Regions from separate parts of the Gossypium arboreum genome. Here region 2 is linked to region 1. Evidence: chromatin contacts called from public Hi-C data. All regions are on one chromosome and are shown on one strand. Each heading gives the region's core, a stretch centred on a gene start, on an enhancer-like site or on the middle of the called end of the contact. The rest is flanking DNA. Distances are from core to core; before and after follow the strand shown. Region 1 holds the start of LOC108467037 (probable inactive ATP-dependent zinc metalloprotease FTSHI 2, chloroplastic). Region 2 holds the start of LOC108461233 (nuclear pore complex protein NUP35-like).

The links. A called contact is a pair of places that touch in the nucleus more often than the background predicts.
Region 2: a Hi-C map of leaf shows a contact between it and region 1, with 3 times the contacts expected there. The contact joins the promoter of LOC108461233 here to the promoter of LOC108467037 in region 1. A contact is called at or near these places in 2 of 5 Hi-C or Micro-C datasets (both in leaf).

The regions. Positions count from the first base shown.
Region 1 is chr2:26,241,997-26,244,853 of ASM2569848v2, forward strand. It overlaps LOC108467037 (probable inactive ATP-dependent zinc metalloprotease FTSHI 2, chloroplastic), which reads right to left and starts at 1,466. Exons shown (of 12, transcript XR_008277508.1): 1 at 1-1,466.
Region 2 is chr2:26,682,280-26,685,136 of ASM2569848v2, forward strand. It overlaps LOC108461233 (nuclear pore complex protein NUP35-like), which reads right to left and starts at 1,481. Exons shown (of 4, transcript XM_017761008.2): 1 at 1,303-1,481; 2 at 216-792. The coding sequence starts at 790.

The DNA.
Region 1 (2,857 bases), core at 216-2,715:
GAGAACTTGACATCCACTCCTCTCTCCAAATACTGTGGCAGTCTCTTATTTTGTGCTCTCCGCACACGTGCTCCTGACTTCATGAATTGCATAGCCATCTTCAAATAAGGATTCTGCTCACCTCCCCCTTGCTCAGCCTCATCATCCTCCCCCTCAATTCCTTCCAGTTCCCTCTCCAACTCCCTCATCTTTTTTCTCTCTTCTGCCTCTGCCTTCTCAATCTTCAACCTATCCTCGTAATCCTTCTTCTGCTTTCTGTAACTAAGCACCACTGTCCTATAAAATATCACAAAGAACACCAATCCAAGCGCAGTTGCAACATTTGAATCCTGAGCTAAACTGGCCCACATATTTGCCATACTTTGATAATTCCTTCTAGCATCACGCAATGACTCCTCATACTTCCTCTTCCTAATCTCTCGCTTCTTTCTCCTCTCATCCTCCTTCTTCTGCGCCTTCATAATCTTTTCAATCATCTCTCTCTCTTCCCTCATTCTCGCCAACTCCTCCTTTTTTTGCCTCTTAAACTCCTCTCTTTGTCTCCTAATTTCCAGCGCCCTTTTGGACTCCTTCTTCGGCTTAAACCACGACAACATAAATGCAGGCACCCTCCATAAAAATCCCAAATAAGGAGAAGGCACCTCAGGCCTCTTAATTGGAGGTGTATATGCATTAACACACAAAGATTCAATCTTTAACTCATCCCATGAATCCCAAAACTTCCTATCACTATCTATTGAAGGCAAAACAGTTCTTAACACCCTAGAATCTTCTAAAACTACTAAAACTGGCTCTGCCCTTTGCTTCAAACTAGCACTAGGCGGCTTAATTAAATGTTTAAGCTTTCCCTCATGTTTCAAACTGAGAATTTCAGTATATGGAATCCGGTTGGTTACAACTGGAAGATTTTTCGACCATTGTTTTATCTGCTCAGGGGTCAAAGCTTCTTGAGTTTTTTTCTGAGTTTTTTTCCTATCAGATACTTTAACTGCAGCAAGAGAACTTTGTTGTGGAAATGAAGTGGAGATTATAGTAAGAGTAATGGGTAAAGCAACAAAATTGAAATGGGTTTTCTTGGTTTTATCATCATCATCGGAACTATTGCTCTTAGAGCTATAAATTTGACAAGAAATTGAAGGGTAAGAGCTGAAGAAAAATGGGTTTTGAGGTTTGGGTTTTAAAGATGGAAGCTTTGGGTACAATGAAGAACCAAAAGAGAAATGATAAGCCATGAAAAAACAATGAAGAAAAAAAAATGTGAAGAGAATTATGAGTGAAAATGAACAGAAAAGAATTTCACTATGTTAAGAGATCGAAAGAGATAGACTTACGTAGTGAAACGAAACTGAGACATTGTAGTTAAGGTTATTGAACATTCGATTTAGTCGAATAGGAAGCCTAAGACACAGCATTTTATTCTTTTCTTCTTTCTCTTCAAACCTCTCCCGGATAAAAAACTGCGTCCCCGACCAACAAGAATATTAAACCTTAGTGTTAAACGACGCCGGTTAACATCTATAACAAACCCGCATTAATATTTTGGGTAAAGTACAAGAATAATCACCTAACTATGCACTTCATTTTATTTTGGTCACCCAACTATTAATTTTTTGATTTAGTCACTCAACGTTTTGAAATTAAATATTTTAGTTACTCTCCTTTTAGTTGTTGTTAGTTGTGGGCTGGAAAGCTAATGTGAGCTCTTTTTTTATTAACCTAATAACAAATTTAGTCCTTTCAATGTTTACAAATTTTATCAATTTGATCCTAAATAAAAAAAATATAACAATTTCTACAAAGAAACAATTGGATTCTTTCTCACTCTCAACAATATACACTTTCTAACCCTCTTTTCAACCACCATACCTGATGCATCACCATCTTCAACTCACCTTCACCATATTAATTTCATCTACTCTCAAACCTAACAAACACTAAAGCTTCTATCATCAAACCATTTTTCCTTCAGCCCAAAACTAGTTAAACAACCACAAACATCACGAACTCACCATCTTACCCGTTTGCACGATGCTATCACCATCACCATTTTCCCCTCAAGTCCTACACACCACTCCCACCAACCATTTACTCGAGACCCGCCATATGCTAAGTCTCAACCACCTCTCTTTTAACCCTAACCCAAAAGCAACCCCAAAATACTTTAAAATCCTAGCATACACAACACCCTTAATACTTGATAGTCATAAAAACAACCAATAAACCAACAACCATTAAGATCTTTACTTTAGAGAGGAAAATTTAGCACCATATGCAAAAGAAGAAACAAACCAAAAGATTTAGGAAAAAAAAAGTGAATTGAAAAAAAAAACAAAAAGAACTCATATTGACTTGGCTTGGCTTAGTTTGGTTTAAGTGGTTCGGGTTCAACTCTTAGTGATCCCAACAGAAAAAAAGTTAATTGTTGACCAAAGGAGTAAAAGGAGGCCGAAACAATAGTGGATAAAGAAGACAATCTAAATAGTGGTGCAACTATTAGAGAAGTAGCAACGATTGGTGGTTGTGGCACAACATTGGACAATCAAAGGTTTTGAAAAAAAAAAGAAAGAAAAGAAGAGAGAAAAAAGTAGAGGAAGTGAAAGAGTAAATAGAGAGGAGTGTCAATGGTGCTAGATGCTGATAAAGGTGAGTTGAATATGGTGATGCATCGTGTATGGTGGTTGATGAGAGGGTTGATAGGTGTCTTGCCGATAGTGAGAGAGGGATCAATTGTTTCTTGATAGAACTTTTTAGATTTAGGATCAAATTGATAAAATGTGTAATCATTAGAGGGCCAAATTTGTTATTAAGGCAATAAAAAGGTCAACATCAGCTTTTTGTCCCATAGCTAATAGCAACT
Region 2 (2,857 bases), core at 231-2,730, 440 kb after region 1:
CAACATGTTAAGCAAACAACATCTAAACAATTACAATTTTACCTGACATAAATGGGTAAAATTTTGACGATGTGAAAAATGATAAAAAGGGATCCAAAATGCAGAGAAGTGGCTGCTTAAATAATACAAGAAATATTTACTCCAGAAATTGCTAGAAGACCACAAGACAATTATGTCAATTATTAAGTAGAACAAGGAAGTAGCAAGGAGCATACCCATAAACTGTAACCCATTCTTCCTCGTCCAGATTGCCTGCAGGTACAGAATTTCTTTGTATCTCAGGCCTAGCAACTTCCCTTGGAGGCGGAAGTGTGATTAGAGCACCAGGTTGAACAACACCCTCAACGGGAGAACCCTTTCCCTTGTCATCCTGCTCATTACTACTATTCTTTGCGGGTGACCACCAACTCAAACTTGCTGAGCTCTGCTGATTCTGCTGCCCATTAAGTATAGCAAATGAAGTGCTAGCCCCTGACTTGCTCTTTGCTGGAGTTGAGAAGTCACGTCCAGAACTTTGAACCGGGCTTTTTGGGTCTGACTTGATTTCGGGAGACATAGGATAATCCAGTATACCAGATTCAGGAGAAAAATCTGAACGGTCCTCCAAGGTGTACATTGGAGGAGGTGGAAGATCTGAACCTCCAAAATTCTCCTGCCATAAAGCTGAGACAGCAGCCGCTTGACCAGGACTAGAGAATTTCCCTCTCCGGGCAGAGATCGGTGAGGCCAAATCTTGGTAAAACAATGACTGTCTCCCCGATTTTGGAGTTCTATGAACTACAGTGCTCATTTCTTTCGTTTATATGAGCACTTTAAAAAGAGTTCAGTATAAATATCATGTCATTACCTTTCCCAACTTAACTAGCCTATCTAAGATTCAATTTCAGGAAGCTCAACATCGACCAAAGTTATCAACAGAAAATTAAATAACAAATAATACATCTTAATTACTCTCTACGCATTTTTGGTTGCTGAGAATTTTATTTAAAAAAAAATTACTATAAAGCTTGATTGATTTATTTATTCATCAAGAAAAGCTTTATTAATTTAGGCCAAAAGAACCAAAGCTAAAGAAACATCGTTTTTGCTTTTATTCGGATTTATTTCCGTTGTCTCAAAGAAAAAAAAGAAGACGAATCAATAGCTTAATGTGCTTTTTTGTTTTTCTTCAATGTTCCTTTCTCGGAAACCAAACTTATGTCCCACATATACCATTTTTGCAGCACAATTCCCTTAACGAAGATTTTCATCGACATTAAACATAAAGTTAAACAGAGAAGAAAAGAGAAAAAGCGAGAGTACCTTGAGTTGAGTTGAGGTCTACTGGGATTTTCCCAAAACTGAAAGGCAGAGGAGCTCTTTTCAAATCAACCGTGAAAGGAATTTTATGAATTTTATATTTGAAACCCTAAACCCTGTACTATTCAAATTTCAAATTTTGGATTTTCAATACTGTTTGAGTTAGCGTCAAATGACGTAAATGTCCTTCAATTTTCCGCTCATTGAGCTTGTTTTCGCACTTTAAAATACTTGTGCCTTTTGTCCTGCTATTAATTTTTGGCTAAATGAACTTTGATGAATAAAACCCTTCGTGAAGAAAGCGCTTAATTAATTTTTAAAAAATTTTAAATTGTATTAATTAAGTTATTTGATTAATATTTTTATTTTTAACTGTTATAATATTTGATAGTGGAGTTAGAAATTTGTATTGGATGGATCGAAATTAAATTGTATATTTTTACGATATTAAAAATATAATATCATTATTTTAATAGTTTATATATTTATAATTGTTAAATGACTAAATTAAATTTTATCATTTTTAGAATGTCAAAGTATAATTTTACCATTACTAATTTAAAATTTTATAAATTATAAAAGGTTTAAATAAAAAAATATTTTAAGGAGTCAAGCCCTTGTTAGCCCCTCGACTCTACTATTGACAATATTAATGTAATCATTAACAATACTAATATAACACTCCACATTAACATCAGATAAAATAAAATAAAAATTCAAAAAATATATAAAACTTTTTATTAAAATAAAATTTTGGAATTCTAAAATGGAAATTCCTTTATATAAGTCCAAATTGAATATAGAAAACCATATCGATTTTTCTAAATTATATAAAATTATTTTTAAAAATATAAGATATTTTAATTCTATTCATATTTTTAACAATATATAAAAACATAAAATATATATATTTTAGAATGTAGATATATATAGATAAATTTTAATTTTATTAATTATATGAGTAAAGTTTCTTTTTTAAATATAAATATATCCTATTAAAAATGTGTATCAATTATTTTTCTTACACATGTAGTCCAAAATGTTCAAGTAATTGGATATATTCAGACTTAAAAAACTTTACACGAACGACTAATTAAATTAAAATTTATTTATATATTTATTTCTAATAGAATTAAAACATTGATACAAATCTCATATTTTTAAGGAAAACATGTTGCTTTTCCTGCTTCTTCCTCTCAAGTTGGTCAACCTTCGTCTGATATCAACATTGCCTTCCTTGACACTCTACATTCCTTGAGTAGCGATGTTCGGGGACTTCAAGATGAGTTTAGATCTCATCGAGATGATGATAATTCTCGGTTGTCGACATTAGAGATACAAATGACATATCTCCTTACTCATTCTCCTTCGACACCTCCTTTCTCTTCTCATGATGATGATTAGAGTAGCTTTTTAAGTTTACATTTTTCATATTGTTGTCCACCACATTTGCACTATTACTTTTGCTCATTTTCTATGTCTATGGCTACTCAAGTAATAGTCCAAATATGATAAACAATGATATGAAAAATGCAAACTTAAAAAGTTGCTCTAATCA